Regions from separate parts of the Ovis aries genome. Here regions 1 and 3 are each linked to region 2. The links are chromatin contacts, called in public Hi-C maps. All regions are on one chromosome and are shown on one strand. Each heading gives the region's core, a stretch centred on a gene start, on an enhancer-like site or on the middle of the called end of the contact. The rest is flanking DNA. Distances are from core to core; before and after follow the strand shown. Region 1 has its middle 130 kb from the start of TRNAG-CCC. Region 2 overlaps AUH (AU RNA binding methylglutaconyl-CoA hydratase). Region 3 has its middle 110 kb from the start of TRNAG-CCC.

Region 1 (3,458 bases), core at 434-2,933, 140 kb before region 2:
TCATCTCTGATCACCAAAGAGTAAAAAGTGGTAATATTTGAGGCTTTTCCAGGACAGAAAACAAGCTGGTGGGATGATAAAAATGTTATAAGCTTCTTAGGAAAAAACAGTTGGCAAAACCCAATAACTCCCTTTCTAAGGACATGCATTTTAAGTAAAAGTCATACCCTCATGTAGAGGGGCTATTATCATTGCCTGCCCACATCCTGCTCTCTTCTCCTTTGGGTTCATAGAAGGTTACAAATCACCTCCTTGGCAGGCAGGCTCGGCCCTGGGACTGACTCAGGCCAAAGGCCATGAGTGGAAGTGGTGAGTTTCACATCCTGCCCAGCGCAGTGGCGCAGTAAGAGCTGTCTGTTCACTCGGAGCTCTCCTGAAGCAAACTCTGGAAGGCGACTTATAATGCTGGTGCTTCTTTTGCCTCCAGGACTGAGTGACTGCTTTGCTCTGTTAAACCACCAAGATCTTGAGCTTGCTTATTATCAGCTCAAGCCTACATGGTCCTGACAAATACACAAAAGCTTATATCAAATGAGATTCCTTGTAACATGACATGAAATAGTGTAATTTTTACAACCACCTAAATGTCTAAAAATACATAGAGAACAGACTTCTGGTTGCCAAGGGGCAGGGGGCATGGGAGATGGGTGGATTAGGAGTATGGGATCAGCAGATGCAAACTATTATGTAGAGAATAGATAAACAGCAAGGTCCTAGCATATAGCACATGAAACTATATTCAATGCCTTGAGATAAACTATAATGGAAAAGATTATGAAAAGAATGTGTGTATATTCACACACATTCTTTTCACATACACACACACACACACACATATGAATATTTAACTGAGTCACTTTGCTATACAGGAAAAATTAATACAACATTGTAAATCAACTATACTTCAATAAAGTAATTTTTTTAAGTATGGAAGATAGACAAATAAATGATGGCCAGTGGCATAGTATAATACTATAACAAATACTTTACAACAAATAAAACTGACACGCTGAGGGTCTCTCAGAGCCATGGGAACAGCCTCACAAAAAACATTGAGGGAAAAAGGCAGATTATTAAGCTGTTCATACAGTATGATGACATTTTGGTTTCAAACTATTGATATAAACCCAGAGGGAAAAATAAAGCACAAACATCACAATGTTAATAGTGATCACAATAGTGAAATAACACAAAATTAATGATCTGAAACCTAAAGTTGGCCATCGGGGAGTTTATAAGAAGGAGCATGAAGAGTAAGCTGAAAGATGTTATTTTATATAATACAGAAAAAACAGGCAAGGACTGCTTTCCAAAACCACAAGAGCAGCAAGTGGGAATAAGTAATAACTGGTTATAGGAAGGTTGTTTTATTGAGCAAGCGGACCCATGACTTGTGAAATCATTTTATGGGGCATAGTGCCAACTTATCCCTTTATTTTCTTTGGTTTTCACTGTCACTTATCCAAATCTCAGGCTGCAGGCTGGCTGGGCATAGTGGAGGGAGAGAAACAGAGGCAAAGTGACTATTTAAACATGCAAGTGAGTGTCAGAAGTATCCTCAAAGCTGCTAAGTTAAAATCAAGTCTTTGGTTATTAATATATGTGCCATATAACTGCATGGACAACTTGGTTTCATTATCCCTAGAGGTTTGAAAAATACTCTAAACTTTGTTCAGGAACATGGTGTACTTACAGAAACACACGAATGTTCTGGTATTACTAGGGCCCATTCCAGGAATGGCAGGGGGGTGACAGAGAACTAGAGCCTCGTGTTTTTAGAAACAGCCATCAGGCTGATCAGAGAACACTCCTGGGTCTCAGCAATAAATTCAGAGTTCTGACCATTCCAGCTGTTTCCCTGTCTGGGGATGTCCCTCTGCCTGTGAAGGGACTCTCTCATCTTTGTGGGTTTTCCCAGAGGTGACCACAGAGGAAGTTTATTTCTCAGTACAGTTCAGGCTGGAATGGCTCCCACATAAATGCCGATAAACCTTTTTTTGGAGCCTAAAAGTGCTGTTGTGGGATGTCCACAGCTCCTGAATGTCACCAGCTGGGAAATTACTACTGTTCTCTTGCCTGAGTGACAATTTATATATTCACTGTGAGTGCAAAGCAATGACAATGATTACAAAGTTTTACAGGACAACTCTGGGCTTCCCTGGTAGCTCAGCAGTTAAAAATCTGCCTGCAGTGCAGGAGACCTCTGTCTGATTCCTGGGTTAGGAAGATCTGCTGGAGAAGGAATAGGCTACCCACTCCAGTATTCTTGAGCTTCTCTGGTGGCTCAGCTGGTAAACAATCTGCCTGCAATGTGGGAGACCTGGAGTCAATCTCTGGGTTGGGAAGATCCCCTGGAAAAGTGAACGCCTACCCACTCCAGTATTCTGGCCTGGAGAATTCCATGGACTGTATAGTCTGTGGAGTCAAAAAGAGTCAGACACAACTGAGTGACTTTCACTTCATTTCACAGGACAACTCCAGGGTGTATTTAAGAGAGGAGTTGGCAGAGGGGATTAAGAAGTGTTAGGGGCAGAGAATTCGAGGTGAAATTATTACTAGGCTCAGGCAGGATGTAGGAAACAGATAATTTGGAGCATCTGTTGTTCATTATTCACTTGGTAAACTTTCATTTAACATTTACTATGTGCCAGGCCTTGTTCCAGCCGGTGAGGACAAACATGGACCTGTAGGCATAAGCTGAAGCTCCAATATTTGGCCACCTGATGCCAAGAGCCAACTCACTGGAAAAAAACCCTGATGCTGGGAAAATTGAGGGCAGGAGAAGAAGGGGGCAACAGAGGATGAGATGGTTGGATAGCATCACCAACTGGACAGACATGAATTTGAGCAAACTCCAGGAGATAGTGAAGGACAGAAAAGCCTGGTGTGCTGAAGTTCATGGGATCGCAAAGAGTCAGACACAACTTAGTGACTGAAAACCAACATTATAGTCATAAAGTTTACCATCTAATGGAGGAAACAGATGTTTATAAACAAATAAATATAAAAAGAGTAGCAGAAGACTTGTCAGAAAAATAATCTCCGAGCTAAGCCTCCAATACAAACAAACAGAAGTCCAAGCAAGGGCATGGGACTGAGCAAAATCTGTCCCTGGCTTCTGGAAAGAGTTGATGGGTGTGGACAAGTTCTTGGGAAATGAATAGTAAATACTGAATTATCCCTTCAGTGTTCAGGGGAACACTTCAGGCCTTTACCTCAGAATCTCAAATTTCTTGAACCAAACCTTGGAAGAAGGCTTGAAGGAAGCCATATAGGCATTGAAGTTGTCAAGTAATTCTTCTAAGAGTAATTTAGTGACATCTTCAACCAAGTCTGTTGGTTAGGCTCTTCAGGACAGAGTTCAAAACGCTAAAGTATATTGGGAGTAACAACAATGAGATGAAAGGAGGGAAACAGAACAGGGGCAGAAAATGGAAGCTTTCACATTGTAACACAAA
Region 2 (3,013 bases), core at 463-2,962:
CCTCGCTGCATACAGTGTGCTAAGGTGACTAACTAGCATGGAGGCCACAGGCTACCTGGGTCTGAGGATGTGACCTAGAGGGGTGGGGGTTAGAGCTGGGGACAGTTGCTGGCAGGACCTGAGGTGGCTCTTAGCAAACACCTGCGTTTGTGGACATGCTTTAACATAAGTTGTAGACACAAAAAGAGAAAATGCCTTTAGGGCAAGTTGTGGATGGACAAGGAGGAAATGCTTTAAGGTGATTTGGGGGCATCATGGGGGATGGATGACCAGTTGAGTCAAGGTTGGCCCTCAGGGGCTGCTGCGATTTTTCTGGCCGGAATAGCAGCCCTCCCTTCAGTTGGAGAGGCCTCCACCCCCCCACTTGGGCCTTCCCTGGAGGCTCAGGCGGTAAAGAATCTGCCTGCAATGCAGGAGATCCAGGTTTGATCCCCGGGTTAGGAATATCCTCTGGAGAAGGAAATGGCAACCCACTCCAGTATTCTCGCCTGGAGAATTCCATGGACAGAGGAGCCTGGCGGGCTACAGCCGATGGGGTCACAAAGAATTGGACGTGGTTGAGCGACTTAACACTTTCACTTTCTTTCACATCCCCCACTTATAATGTCCACTGCTGTGGCCACAAAGGGGACATGTGATCTACAAGGCCCACCAGAGGCCACTCCTGGGAGATTCTGAGTTAGACCTGAATGAAGAGAGTCCCCCTTCTTCCTTAGTGGTCAGGCAGGCAGCGTGGAGCTGAGACCAGCCAGAGGATGAAGCCATATGCCAGAGGACACATGACAAGAAGTGAAGACTGTCCTGAAGCCCTGAGACCCTGGTTCCCCTGTCTGTCCAAGTTCCATGCTGAGAATCATGAAACTCCTTTGTGCCTAAGCCACTTTAGTTGATTTCCTCACATTCATATCAAAGAGTCCTTATCCCCAAGCATGTCACACTGTACTCAATGAAGATTTAAAAATCTTTAACAAGATGCAAAATTTTAATTTACTATTTAATCATGTGAAATTAATAACAAGCATCATATTAACTTATCTGTCATGTTGGGGGATATGAGAGACATAGCTTTGTGGCCCCAAAATGTTAAATAATAGCAACTGTATATTCACACTACTATGTATAAAATGATAAACAGAACCTACTGCATAGCACAGAGAATGGTGCTCAATACTCTGTACTCTGTAATAACCTAAATGGGAAAAGAACTTGAGAAATAATAGATACAAAAATATGTGTTACTGAATCACTTCGCTGTACACCTGAAACTAACACAACATTGTTAATCAACTATAATATAAAAAATAAAGAAAAAAAAACTGTATATTCAGTTTTGAGCTCATAAGATGGAGCATTGCAAAAATAGATCTGATGTTTTTCATAGCAAATTAGAATACAAAAGGCAAAACTAAAACAAAATAGAAGTGTTTATGCATGAACCAAGCTCATGAAACCCCCTTCTCTGGACAAAATTCCCAAATAGGTTTCTCTGTTTCACTCAGTAGCTTTAAAGCAGTTGTTAATCACAGACCCATTAAGAAGCCAAAACACATTCGGTTATTTCTGAAGCACGTGATTTTGGAACTCTGTTTGAATCTTCCATAGTGGCGTGATGAGAGTTATGTCACAAAGTTAATCATTCCCAGTATGCTTGTATTCAGGGTAATGAAAAACTTGTGCAAGCAGCCATGAATCAGTGAGCGGCACATTGCATAATGGGTTTTGAAGCACGTGTCGGGGATCCAAGCCCACGTCTGCACAATGCAGGCCAGTTTGTGCCTCCTATTGACCTTTCCTGAAGCAGAACTGGAACCATGTGATGCATCCTTCCTGCCAACAGTCACTTATTGCCAATAATTAAGTTGGATGATATGGTGAAATAGACATTTTGGTTCCTTTGGAGTTCTAAAAAGAAGACTCTTTGAAGTCCCTGGTTTCTGGCACAGAGCTGTGGCTGGCTGGGATGTGTTACACTTGGTCATTACAAAAACTATCCATTAAAATGAAAATCAAATATTTTGCTCAAATAGTTCCTGGCATTTGTGTTGGAAACAATAGACATAGCCCCACTGTAAGATTATTTTATACATAAGAAAGGTAAAAGCTCAAAGATGCTAGGAGCCAAATCATACGTGTAATACATCAAATCTCAATCCATCATGTTTGATGTTCTTGAGCAATACTGTTAGCGAGAAACTATTACTTAATCTTGCCAGTATTATCCAAAGAGAACACTTGCGAAATAGGACAAACATGCTGTAATTACTACATGAATAAAGAGTCTGTGTAGCATAAACTGTTTCTGTAACATCAACACAGACTCTAGTGAAGCACACCAGTAATTAGCCATGTTAACAATGGCCAATATGTTTGAGGAGCTGTGAGAATTAACAGTGCCAGTAGAGGTGTAAGGACTCTGAAAAACTACCTGTTGTTTTCAACGACACTGTAACTAAAAAATTCTTCTGAAACTTAACCCAGGGACAATTATACATTCTAGGTACCAACTGGAATATAGCTGGTTTCCCAGCAGATATTAGAAATAATCAAATCAGTAAGTGTTATTTTCATTATACTTTTTCTTGTAGGAAAATAACTCTTGGATTCTGTCATTAACAAACTCTTACTGTATTTGAAATCTTGCCCAAGATCTAACAAGGTCAAATTAATAAGCTGCTTTGTCATTACAGTCTTCATGTTCAACAATGGAACATGAATTTAACCACATAGAAGAAAAGTTTATATTTCTCCAAAAACATAAAACACTTATAAATGCTAGAATTGCAATAATTAACTCTTGACTTTTATTATTTGAACTCTGCATTTATGGATTGACTTGCTTTAATCTTCAGCTATCAGTTTAGCCACTGATGGATGAATGAATACAAATTCTCAGCAGACCAAGCCAACTCATGATAAGGAGGGGGCAGCCTCAGCTGGAGCAGAAAATATCTGTTTCCTGAGTCCATCTTCAGAGCATACAATTAAAAGACAACACAGCAATAAACCCTATCCT
Region 3 (3,436 bases), core at 244-2,743, 160 kb before region 2:
AGCCCACTGGCTAAGAGCTCCAAGCTCTGGGGTATAACATTCAGCCCACTCTACAGTTTTTTGAGGATTTCATCCACTGCCAGCTTGGATGGAGTGTAAGAGGGTGCAATTTATCTGAAGGGCCACCACTTAAGTTGTTCCATTCTGCCCAGCCACAGGGCAGAGGCGACCTGATCCAGCCTGAAGGTCTGCTCACCTGGGCTGAATGTACAAGTGAAGACACCAAGGAAGTGTGTTCTGCTAAGGGGGCCTTTGTAAAATTCACACAAAGGAGCACAGCAGGTCAACAGGGTGCCAGAAAAGATGGCCCTTCATCCCATTAGGCACAGCTACCTTACAGGCATCACCTTCTTCAAGATGCTGCTCAGCCCCAAGGACAGTGCTTGTCCCACAAGGGAGAGTGAACATTTGACCCAGGTGCTACTAGTGGTAAGGAACCCACCTGCCAATGCAGGAGACATAAGAGACGCAGGTTTGATCCCTGGGTCGGGAAGATCCCCTGGAGGAGGGCATGGCAATCCACTCCAGTATTCTTGCCTGGAGAATTCCCATAGACAGAGGAGCCTGGAGGGCTACAGTCCATGGGGTCACAAAGAGTCAGACATAACTGAACTGACTTAGCACGCACAGCTGATGCTCTAGAAACGTGGCTAGGGCACTGTGCTTTTGAAAGGTGGTCCTACAGAGGGCGCAGCTTCCACTGAGCTTTGGCCACTCCTCATTATTCTCCTGGGCTCCTCTCTGTGCGCTCCCCACCAGCAGAGCCCCTCTCTGAGCAGCAGCGGCAGTAGCATCCTATTTGCTTCGTGCTCATCTCCCACGGAGGGACACTTGGGGGCAGTCATTCGACATTGCACACACTTGCAAGCCTCCTCCTGCCCAGGCTCCAGTTCACTCTGAGAACACAGCCTTTACTTGGTGACTCTAGGACATGCTGTGACAACTCGGAGTCTAATCCCCAAACAAGACCCCCTGTGATGCTGTTCACACTCAGCCACAGTGGTCCAGCCCCACCGGCCTGCAGACCCCTCACTCAGGTGGGATGAAAGAGCTAGACAGCTCCGCTCGCAGGACTCATAAATCACAGCCCCTCAGCAAACAGGAAGAAAGAGCAGATTCAGAGACATTTCATTTTAAGTGGATTTAAAGTAACACACCAACACACAGCTCTATTTCCTAGTCATTCTGCCTCTCATTCTCTTAATAACCCTGACATTCCTGTGGGAACACTTCATCTCAGTGAAGGAGGTATGTACAGTTTCTCTGTCATAAAATCATCAGATATTAAACAAATGAAGAGAGGGGCATAAAACAGACTGAAATTACAGCCTGGGTATGTTCTGCCAGAGTCCTCACTGGAGAACTGGACTTTGTCCTTTTCATCTTCATTACCCTCATGCTGGCATTTTAACTGATGGAAACAATACCACACAGCAGGATTGCGAGGACCTCAGGACCAAAACATTAATAAACAGGCATTATGCTTACGCATGGTAAGTTCCAGAAAGGGAGCCTGGTTAATGAGCAAAAGTTCAAAAGAAGCTGAGTGATGTAAGACGTACGATAATGACTCACATGTACGGCATTTGAGACGGACTTTCACAAACAAGGGGGTGGCCAGCAGACTCAGCAGGAGCAGCTAAGAAGTCCATCAGCCCAGCCCCGGTGGGAGTTCTTGGAAACCCCAGCAGAGGGGGAATTGCCACAGAATGAGGACCCAGGGCTTTCTTAAAAACACTATGACCCCCAACTTCTCTGTTACACTCTGCATTGCCCTGCATTTCTGAGTGACATGAAGCTAACTATTCACCACCATTGTGCACCTCTAAGTGATTGCAAGCCAAGGGCCCCCTTCAGAGGGGCAAACCCAGTTTTGTGAAAGAGAAACCAGCGTCCTACCGAAGCTTGACATAGCTTTCTTCATTGTTATGATGAAAACATCTTCAGATCCACACCCAAATGACAGCCCAGAAGGAAAGAATGTATGAGCGTGTTGTATGTGTGAGAGTGTATGTGTGTACGTGTGTGTCTGCAGGCACTTAGTCCAATAGACACACACCCACGGACTTCAGCGGGTTACAAAACGTCCTCTGTACTGAAGAATTTCAGACTGGTGGGATGATTCATTTAGGGGAATTGCTGAAAGCTCTAATACATAAGGAAAGGAGTGCATGCGTACATACATGTGCTGTCCGACGCTTACCAGCTGGTGTTCCAAGCGGGTGGAGTGCATTGCTTTCAGGTTCCATTGAAAAGAAACTGCAGAAAATTGTATCCGCATATAAGAATGCAATCAGACAGAGAATGTTGGAGGAAACACGAGCCAGAGAACCACTGTGATTCAGGAAGCAGACGGATTTACAGGAGTCTTTACAGTAGATTTCCTGCTTCCTCTGCCCCTTCTGTCTGCTGGAGTCTGTGTTCTCCCTGTCAGCGGGGATCCTCCTTCCTTCCGAGGACTCTGGGACTCCTGTGGTGATGGGGCGGGCACCAGCTCCTCTGACTTCCACGGGCTTCTCCTCTGTTAACTGTGTCGACTTGGGCAGATAATGACCAGCTCATGAGCCACCTGCAGGGTTGTGGTGAGCCTGAGACCAGGCACAACCAGGACAATGGAAGACCGGGACGCTCTCCACTTAGGAAGGTCCTTCCCCGAGGTGTGAGCTTGTGGGACCTTAATTCCCCGACCAGTGATCAAACTCGAGCTCCCTGACATGGAAGTGTGGAGTACTAATCACTGGATTGCCAGGGAAGTCCCTATACTATCGTATTTTTAAACAATTCAGGTAGTTTTATTCTGTTCCATGTGTGTATATTTTTGACAAAAGTGGGAGACTATATGTTGTTTTTGGAGAAGAAAATGGCAACCCACTCCAGTATTCTTGCCTGGAGAATCCCAGAGACAGTGGGCCCCCCGTCTATGGGGTCGCACAAAGTCGGACACGACTGAAGTGACTTAGCAGCAGCAGCAGCAGCATATCGATAGGACTGGACCAAGCCCACAAGGGCAACCATTGCTGGCACACACACTCACACTTACTCACACATTCCTACAAACACATACACACCCTCACACCACCGTGTGTGTGTGTGTGTGTGTATGTGTGTGTGTGTGTGTGTGTTTAGTTGCTCTGTCATATTCGGCTCTTTGCAACCTCACGAACTGTAGCCTTCCAGGCTCCTCTGTCCATAGGATTATCCAGGGAAAAATGCTGGAGTGAATTGCCATTTCCTTCTCCAGAGGATCTTTGAGACCCAGGGATCAAACTCACATCTCTTGCATCTCCTGCATTGGCAAGCACATTCTATACCACTGAGCCACCTGGGAATACACACTTACATACATACAAACGCTAATGCTTACATATATACTCACATGTGCACACACACATATACACCCTTTGAACACCACACACATTCTCATATGTACATGTTC

Evidence for each region. Hi-C and Micro-C count contacts between places; a contact is called where the count stands out from the background.
Region 1: a contact with region 2 is called in a Hi-C map of liver, with 3 times the contacts expected there. The contact joins two enhancer-like sites. A contact is called at or near these places in 3 of 16 Hi-C or Micro-C datasets (liver, muscle and tail adipose tissue).
Region 3: a contact with region 2 is called in a Hi-C map of liver, with 4 times the contacts expected there. The contact joins two enhancer-like sites. A contact is called at or near these places in 4 of 16 Hi-C or Micro-C datasets (liver, muscle, skin fibroblasts and 1 more).

Annotation. Positions count from the first base shown.
Region 1 is chr2:26,064,663-26,068,120 of ARS-UI_Ramb_v3.0, forward strand. No RefSeq gene overlaps it. Among named protein-coding and RNA genes, the nearest start is that of TRNAG-CCC, 130 kb to the left of the region's middle. Within about 2 kb of position 1,684, at least 13 of the 54 cell types and tissues checked have an H3K27ac peak or open chromatin away from gene starts, as enhancers often do. A contact at or near this core is called in liver and tail adipose tissue, where this site is marked.
Region 2 is chr2:26,205,464-26,208,476 of ARS-UI_Ramb_v3.0, forward strand. AUH (AU RNA binding methylglutaconyl-CoA hydratase) reads right to left here. Exons shown (of 10, transcript XM_042242981.2): 10 at 964-3,013. Among named protein-coding and RNA genes, the nearest start is that of AUH, 200 kb to the right of the region's middle. Within about 2 kb of position 1,713, at least 18 of the 54 cell types and tissues checked have an H3K27ac peak or open chromatin away from gene starts, as enhancers often do. A contact at or near this core is called in liver and tail adipose tissue, where this site is marked.
Region 3 is chr2:26,045,133-26,048,568 of ARS-UI_Ramb_v3.0, forward strand. No RefSeq gene overlaps it. Among named protein-coding and RNA genes, the nearest start is that of TRNAG-CCC, 110 kb to the left of the region's middle. Within about 2 kb of position 1,494, at least 36 of the 54 cell types and tissues checked have an H3K27ac peak or open chromatin away from gene starts, as enhancers often do. A contact at or near this core is called in liver and tail adipose tissue, where this site is marked.